Regions from separate parts of the Mus musculus genome. Here region 1 is linked to region 2. The links are chromatin contacts, called in public HiChIP or PLAC-seq maps. All regions are on one chromosome and are shown on one strand. Each heading gives the region's core, a stretch centred on a gene start, on an enhancer-like site or on the middle of the called end of the contact. The rest is flanking DNA. Distances are from core to core; before and after follow the strand shown.

Region 1 (4,592 bases), core at 886-3,385, 620 kb after region 2:
GACTACTGAAGGTTTTCAGAGAGAGGCTGGTACCTTTATTTATTTCTTCATGACATTCCTGTATTTGTCCTGATAAGACTACTATAAAAAAGACTCTCATTTTCAAGGTGGTTTCAACCCTAGAAGTTTGTTTTATCATTTGTTGGAGATAGAAGCTCTTGAAGAGACACTCATCATGGTTTTTTGTATCTAGTAAAACCTTGACCCTTGCAGCTTCAGATCTTCAGAGGGGCTTCCCCCATCAAAGCTTGTTACCCTTCTCTGTAACTCAGTCTCCTTTTACTGGGAGTACTCCAGCCAGATTTCATTACAGTCTACCTCCATAGATTCATTTTAGTTGACCATTTTAAAAGTCCTGTCTCCCAATGTGGTCACATTCTGAGGTGCTGAGGCTGGGATTCACCATATGGGTATCTGAGTGGGAAGTTGCATGCTAAATCATAGCAATCCTCACCTCTTAAAATAAAATGGCAATGCAGAACAGGGCAAGCTCTATACTCCAGAGAAAATGTCCCTCCTCCTTGGAACAAACTCTCTTTCTGGCCCTCTTATTATTATAACACAGATTCTCTTTCCACATCTCCCCATCACAGTGTTGTGCATGCTTTCACACACCACCACCCACTGCAGGGGCATTTGTCTTCAATCTGGCCACAACCATTGGACTTTGGTTAGTCCCATTAGTTTAGAACATTATTTCAAATCCTATATTCTACCAAATGTTTATTTCTGCATTCATTCCTCTAGAATTTTAGTAGATGTAAGTCTAGTCTTGATTTTAATGCCTTGCATACAAAGATGCTAAACATGCTGTGTTGATGCATTAAGACTTAATGATATTAATAAATTCATTAGAGCTTTCCATCAATGTTGTTGGTGTTTTCCTTAATCTGTTTAACTTTCTTCAAGCATGACGTGACATTAAAATCTCTAATAACTCACATTTTACTTTTAGTGACTTCCCTATTTATCATTTTTAGGGATATTCAAGAATATTTCTTGGGTGTTTGTTAAATAGAATAAGATAGAGGAAGAGTGACTGATCAAAAGAGGAAGAGGTTTAAAAATTAATAATGAGTTTATGCTCAGATGATTCATTAATCTTTGACAACTAACTTATGTCGAGACACCACCTTAACCTGTAGGTGCATATTATCTTAAGCTAGGAAAATGTCCTTCATACAAATCAACCACATGCTGAACTATGGGTGAGTTTCAATAAATTCCAAAAGATTGGTAGCATATAACTCATGTTTACCAGTTACAAAAAATCAAGTCAGATATAGATAGTAAAAACGGAAAAAAGAACAATCTATTTGGAAATTAAAGAACACGGTTAAGTAAAATGAGAAAGAGGCAAATTCCTAAAGTAGATACCAGAAAACACTTAAAATTGGATTATTATATATAATATACATAACAAAGTATGTATATGTATATACATGTGTATATGTACATGATATATACATATACATCATATACACATACATATATATATATATATATATATGTATATATACATGCTGTGTGATATAGGCTAAAGCAATTTTAGGACACAACTTATAACTATTAAAAATACCAAAACTTGAAAGTTAATTAGCTAAATATAAAAATGGCAAAAGACTAATGCCAAATTTAGTAAAAAGGCAAAAGAATTAAATTTACATAGTTAATTAGTGAAAGAAAATAAGATACAATATCAGCAAACTTAATAAGATTTGAAAATGATAATTAAGCTGGTGGAACTGTGGAAAGCAGATAACAAAGTATCACAGTTGAACAAAGTTAAGGCTAAAGCCCTCTGACTCCGAAGATGCTGCCTGCTGAGATTAGATGAGAAATGGAAACTGATTGAATTTGAAAGGCCTATGAGTGTTTCACTGGTGACTTCACACAGCAAGGCCCATAGAAACCCCTTCCCACTTGGCAAAGACCTGTGAATGAATTCTATGTTCTTCTTCGGACTCATTCAAGGAGTGAAACCCTCCTCTCCTCTCTCTAACCCTACTCATCCTCCAGATGTGACAGTTAATCCTGGGTAATTTGGGAAACATACTTATGTCCCTAGAGGCACAGCTACAGTCACACTGAGTAAGCTGGTCACAGTGTGGAGAACAACGGTCCTGGCTCACATAACTGTTTCAGGAAGCTGGGTCTGATCAACAGCGACCTATAAAATGGGGAAGTTGTATCTGATCAACAGAGACTTAATCAGGAATTAGTGGATGCATATCAGGAAAAGTTGCTTGGTACATGAACATGTCTCTGCCTGCAGTGATAAAAGGTATTGTGACAGAGAACTGCTATTGTGACTGGGGGTGGGGGAAACTAATGTTAAATTTTAGTTGCAGAGTATGGTTGAGGGTATTTGTGTGACTGACCCAGAGGGAGAGGGAAAGGAGGAAGGGGGCTTTTGTAATGATAAGGCTTATGTATACTGACATTATGATTCTTTAAATAAAATAGCCAATTATTTCACTGCTCAGGTGAGTAGGCTTGAGATTGTATAAATAACAATAGTTCAAGATATTTTGGGCAACTGGATTGATAGTCAACAGGTGGTCAATGTCTTTAGTCTTTCCAATATGTCTGTCCTCAGGTTCCAGACCCCTGCTAAAGCACTGGTCACAGGCAATGGAATACCTGACCATACAGAACGTTACAGTTTTTCAGAACATCAGAGAAAACTAGAAAAAAACAACTTCATAAGCACTATAAAATCAAAAGAGAAAAAATTCTGGAAGATGTCATAATTAATAAATTTAACTCCAAAATGAAAAAAAAAAAGTCTAATCTCAAATAAGTTCTTCCAGGGTATAAAAAGCGATGGGGCTGAGCAAACACAACAGCTGTCAGGGACGGATCATATGGAAGAAAAGTCACTGATTTTACTTATGGGCATTCAGTGAGGCAAAATATTTGAAACCAAATCTATTTATATTTAAAACAGACAGTGCATTGTGACCTAGTTAAGTTTATCTCAGTATGACATAATTGGCAGTTGTGTTATTTTTCCTTGGGAAGTGAAACACAACATCTATTCACCACAGATAAAGCAGGCTTTGAGAGGACAAACAAAAGATGCTCTCCCAGCCCAGGTTTTGAGCCTTTACTGGGCTCATTGGTGCATGGACGGTTCAGAAAAGCTGCTCCATCTGGAAGTCCCTCTTGGGACTTACCAGCAGCCATAGTACAGAGAAAATCTCTCTGCTGCCAATGGGGAAGGAGTGTCCATTGAGAATCCATACCAGGAAAATAGAAGACCATTGATGAAGGATGTGCTAGAATTTCTATTTTATGTCCTGAACATAATAAGAGGCGAGAGCAGCAAAATGAGCAATATTCTTACTTTTAAGTGGAACCCCTGATTTTGCTCAAGAGGTTTGAACAAAAAAAGTGATACAAACCCCACAAATTAGTGTTAGAGAATAACCATTAAAGGAGTTGGAGCGTAAGAGTGATGTGCAAATACATCTTTACTGGTCTTAGGGAAAATGGATGATGCTATTTCTTGGAAAGCAATGAAAGGATGCTTAGTTCTTGCATCTTGCTCTGAGATACAAAGTAGAAGACAAGAAGATGGGATCTTGGAATGGAATTATTCATCCTTTATTGTGTCCTGTGTGGAGTTCTAACAGTTTGCTATTGTTGTTCTGATTTGTTTCCCCTCAGGGTGGGCTAAAAGAAGAAGGAATTTACGGATGTTTCTATTATTTGACAACTCAGCCAGCAGGCTGGTCTTTGAACTCCTCCACATCCATCTCCACACACATTAAATTTATCTTGAGCAGGCTTTGGCTCTAAACTCAGAACAGATGGGAAATGGTGCTGTTTAAGAAAAGCAAAAATGACGGAATCTCATCTTCGTATGAATGTTCTTTATTAAGAGAATTTATTGTGTTAACACTGTGCTGTGGCATCCAGATCCAAGGACAAATACTGCTGGCCCACGTAAGGCCAGAAGAGGACTATCAAAACTTTCATTTGGAGAGTCGGAGATAGTAATAAAATGAAATATAGATGTAGAATCTGGAAAGGGGGAGAATAAAGATCTGTTTTCTCCTAGGCAGTCATGTTCAGTAAGGCTAGATGCCAGTAGGCAATGATAGAGAAAGGATTCATAGGAATCTATTTAAAGTTGCTTTAGCCTAGCAAACAGGAAAAATGGGGAGAATATTACCAAATATTCTTGTCTTTAAAATATTGATGATTTTTTTAAAAAAGGAAGAAACTACTGAAAAAGGAAAAGGAATGAGCATAAATGGATCTGTGTTCACTTAGTAGTTCTTGCAGCAGTAAAAAATGTGTGCAAAAGGATAGTTTTTCAAGCTAAACAGTTCGATTCTGCGTAGCATCTCCATTCTTTCCCTGCATAATCCTAAGGAAGCTACTTCATGGTTCTTGGTTTTAGAATGTCAGTGTGTAAACGCCATCCAGATCTCTGATCCTGAATCTCTGACTTTCAACCTTACAGGAAATTCTCAGAGTCCTTCCCTTTAAAGGAACTAAAATACATCTTTAATAGAACATAAGTCACAAGCGTTTGACACCTCTAACATCTGGCAAGAATGTGCAGCTTGGTTTTGATGTCA
Region 2 (4,371 bases), core at 1,797-4,296:
TATAAATTTGTTTCTAGTAAAATGGAATCTAGTCTACATGTTTAAATAATTAAAATTTGATGATTTAAAGTTAATACTCAAGAGTGGAAAAACTAGAATTTTTATCAAAATCCTCAGGAAATCAGTAACTTGTGTCAGCAGGACAAATCCATTAATTGGAACAAATTTACTTTAGAAAATAAAATATATCTTCTCATTCAAAATTGACTAAGAAAACCCTAATTTGTTTATATTATAACCCTTCACTTAATCTTTAAATTTTACCTATTCGGGGGAGGGGGGTTGTTTACAGTTTCAGAGGCAAAAGTCAGCATTTGGATGGCTCTAGTGCACAGGCCAGTGATGAGGCAGAACATCTATGGTGGGAAGTAAATAACAGATCAAAGCTATCACATCATGACCAGAAAACATAGAGAGAGCTCACTTTTATAGGCCTTTTTCCTAGAACTCACTAAGCCATGAGTCCAAACATAAATTAGTCCATTCATGAGATCAGAATCTTCACAAGAGCCCAAACTTTGGCCATTTTTTTCATAGTAGACATTAGGAGATATTGACAATCTAAGCCATAATCTTCCACCCCAATTTAAAAAGGCTCGCATACCTCTCACAATACAAGATACCTTCAGTCTATCTGCAATTGTTTTCCTTGACTTGGTACCAGCATTGCTCAAAAGTCTGAAGTCTTCTGAAACATTGGCAAATTTTCTCTCCTCTATTTTTTTAAGTTACCACACAAAGGCATGCATTTATTTCCTTATAGAATCTTCATACATGTATGTCATTGAACTGTGTTCTGATCCCTCTCCTCCAGTGCCCCTACTCTCATGTCGAGGAAGTGGTCCCCTGCCTCCCACTAAGAGGTTCTGCTCTTCTGTCATTAGCATCACATTACTCTCTTTTGTCCCCCTTCATCTCTTGCTTAGCTTTGAGATCTCTTCCTCTCATCCCATGGTCCCCTTTCAGACACACATGCAGTGAGGAAGGCAGAGAGAGAGATAGAGAATGAAATTGTACATATGAGAAAAAAATGGCATATTTGTCTTTCTGAAGCTGGCTCATTTTACTTAATGTAATGATCTCCAGTTGCACCTGTTTTTCTGCCAATCTCCTGCATGATCTAAAATGTTTTCATGGCTTCATAAAACTTCATTGTGCATACGTATACGTATTTTCTTTATCCATTCATCTGCTGGTAATATATAATCCTGTTCCATTTCTTTGGTAATGAGAATAGTCAGAAATAGGCATGGACCAGCAATATTTCTGTGGTACGTTGACTTAGAGTCTTTTGGGTATTTATATGTAGGAGCTGAATAGCTTAGTCATGTAGTCGTTATTTTTAGTATTTTGAGGAACCTACACCGACTTCCCTAGTGGCTACACCAGTTTTCATTCCTATTTACCCACGTGGATGCTGTCACCATTAGAGGTAGCTCAGTTACTCATGGTGGCATATGAGATTTATTGGGTATTACTGCGATCAGATGGTTGATTATATATTCCCCCAATACCCATGAAAAACAAAAGTCACGATATCAGAGTGTAGACTAAATTCTTAGGAAAGAAAGAGAGGAATGATGGGAATGATGTCAATAATCAAGAAAGAGGTGAGGGGGGCCATGGTGGCACACAACTTTAAACCCACCATGCAGGAGGCAGGAGCAGGAGCATCTCTGTGAGTTTGAGGCTAGCCTGGTCTACAAAGTGAGTTGCAAGTTCTAGGACAGCCAGGGATACACAGTGAAACCCTGTCTTTTCGGGGGTAGGGGGGAGGCTCAAAGAACAAAACATAAACTTTTTAAAAAATGTAAAACTGCAATTCTTAGTCTTTGTTGGGAAGAAAACCCCGAAGCCCCAAATACGAAACAAGTCAGGACAGTACAATTGGCCTTGGTGACAGCAGACTGGAGGGTCTAGTAACAGGAAATAGAACACACACACACACACACATCTGTTCTGGCAACCTTAAATTTGGTGGTGGAAGTCGGTCTGTGCGCCCCTCATCCTGGATGGAGGATCAGAACTCGAGACATCCACTTCATCAGTCCTCACATCAGAGACTGCTGTGGGAAGGCCCAGTGTCTGACAGTGAGCGATGCTGGAGAACAATCCTGAGACACCCCACAGACTGTCAAGGTGGAAAAGAGCTAAAGCAAACTAAGACAAGAGGACACGGGGGCTGGGTGTAAAGCTTCTTCAACCCTTTTTTCTCGCTCAGTCATTGAGGTCAGAGGTACAGGTCTGCTCATGTCACGGGCAACCGTGTTGAGGAGTGGCAGTTCTAGAGTAGGTATGTCTCTGTGGGCATAGACTTAAGACCCTCAGTCTAGCTGCCTGGATGCCAGTCTTCTCCTAACAGCCTTCAGATGAAGATGTACAACTCTCAGTTCTTCCTGTACCATGCCTTGATGATAATGGACTGAACCTCTGAACCTGTAAGCCAACCCCAGTTAAATGTCCTCAAAAGAGTTGCCTTGGTCATGGTATCTGTTCACAGCAGTAAAACCCTGACGAAGACAGCCTCCTTTCTGTATGGAGCAGCTTATTGGACGGCCAGGGTCTGAAAGCAGGAAGAGTTCTGGCTCACTCAGTCAGCATGCCCTGCTGCAGAAAGGGATGTAATCAAGTGACACCCTTTAACTAGTTGTGCCACACCTGAGTGCATGCGGCCAGAGGCCTCTTGAGCAAGTGGAAACACGCCTAGTTCATGGGCCTTTGAAGGCTTGAAGAGTTGGCAGTTATTCCTGGAATGCAAAGAAGGCTTCTAGAGTGAATGCCGTCCTGCCGCTGACAATATACGTTCCAAAACAAACTACTATTGTGTGTTCAGTGGTGTGTGTGTGTCCATGTGTCTGTCTCTCTGTCACTCTGTGTGTGTGTGTGTGTGTGTGTGTGTGTGTGTGTGTGTGTGTGTGAGAGAGAGAGAGAGAGAGAGAGAGAGAGAGAGAGGATGTGGTTTTAAAAGAGAGAGAGAGAGAGAATGTGGTTTTAAATAAACCCCAACAGTTTCTGCAGTACACAAAACACCAAGATGATGGTGAAGAGACCAGAAGAAGATATCAGGTTCCCTGGAGCTACAGTGGTAGGCAATTTTGAAAGCTAGGAACCAAACTCTAGTCCTTCACACGAGCCTCAAATGCTCTTAACTACTGAGCCACCTCTCTGGCTCCTCCTTTCTCATTTTCACTCAATCCAAGATTCCAGCCATGATAGGTAGTCAAATTATTAGCTAACTAGCCAGACAATACATTTAATAAAAAGAAGTCAATGGACAGCAGAAGCTGCTGCAACATGGCTGATCTGTCAGTCGCTCCAACGGCCCTGAAATAACAAACTGCTGGCCTCTCGGAAGTCTTCTGGAGTCAGGTTTCTCAGGTAACTCTATAAAGTTTGGCTTTCTTAGTAATCAATCTATGTAAATATTTTTTACTACAGGCCGTCTCTTTCAATAATATGGTCACCTATGTACAGGAAAAGAAACAAATCTATCCATAGATAGCCTTAGATGGTCTCTCAGTCTGCCTGTCAGTTAGCTCCAGAGAGTACTCTTTCTTAACAGCCACAGTATTTGGATGTGGTTTTAAATAAACCCCAACAGTTTCTGCAGTAGGCAAACCACCGAGATGACGGTGAAGAGATAAGCAGCTCTGTAGAACTGAACTGTTTGTACAAGAGCCACATAACCTCATAGTCTTAAAATAACCGGCTCTTCAAGACAGCACTTTGTTCATTCATGTGCCACTTACACAAGGTATCTAAGAGTGGAGAAAATCCTTCACTAAATATTTTCCCCAAATATTCTGTAATATATTTGTAATACTCAAAATATTTCCCCAAAGAAATGTGTTCAGTCTCTACCCTGATCCTTCCCTCTATAAACAGGTAGTGGGGGGCGGGAGTATGACTTCCTGCCTAGTTTTTCCTCCAGCATTGTAACTCAAGAAAACCAAATTTACTTCTATTCACTTCAACAATGAGCCACTATGCTGACCTTCTATATCCGCAGTTACCCACCCTTTTAAGAAAGGGAAGTGCTGGTTGGTTTTATTTACCTATCATCTTCAGGATTGCTGAAGCCTGCATTGTATCATTAGAGAAAGGTCATGGTCCTACGGGACCATGGGCCATTTTAGTCTACACTAAAACATATTTCCTTTTACATAGTCTTGTTTTCTATACTTCTGTGTTCTCAAAGAAAAGTGGAACAGGAAATTTAAGTCTTTTTATTCTCATGTGTAACATACTCATGTCAAATAATGACTCATCTCAGGAATGTTGTTGGAAATTTTGAAGGACCTCAAGAACACAAGTCAGGACTGCTCTTCCACACTGGCTCTCAGTAATGCTATGTCCTAAAGGCTTCTTTGT

What was found. HiChIP or PLAC-seq counts read pairs in DNA pulled down with a chosen protein or histone mark.
Region 1: a RAD21 HiChIP or PLAC-seq map of pro-B cells shows a contact between it and region 2, with 4 times the contacts expected there. The contact joins two enhancer-like sites. A contact is called at or near these places in 2 of 15 datasets of contacts at CTCF or cohesin (large pre-B cells and pro-B cells), 3 of 484 Hi-C or Micro-C datasets (the G1E-ER4 cell line, adipose-derived mesenchymal stem cells and large pre-B cells), 3 of 115 datasets of contacts at active chromatin or transcription factors (bone marrow-derived dendritic cells, bone marrow-derived macrophages and large pre-B cells) and 2 of 9 other capture datasets (adipose tissue and embryonic stem cells).

Annotation. Positions count from the first base shown.
Region 1 is chr16:65,376,331-65,380,922 of GRCm38.p6, forward strand. No RefSeq gene overlaps it. Among named protein-coding and RNA genes, the nearest start is that of Pou1f1, 140 kb to the right of the region's middle. Within about 2 kb of position 2,136, at least 19 of the 459 cell types and tissues checked have an H3K27ac peak or open chromatin away from gene starts, as enhancers often do. A contact at or near this core is called in pro-B cells, where this site is marked.
Region 2 is chr16:64,755,130-64,759,500 of GRCm38.p6, forward strand. No RefSeq gene overlaps it. Among named protein-coding and RNA genes, the nearest start is that of 4930453N24Rik, 14 kb to the right of the region's middle. Within about 2 kb of position 3,047, at least 105 of the 459 cell types and tissues checked have an H3K27ac peak or open chromatin away from gene starts, as enhancers often do. A contact at or near this core is called in pro-B cells, where this site is marked.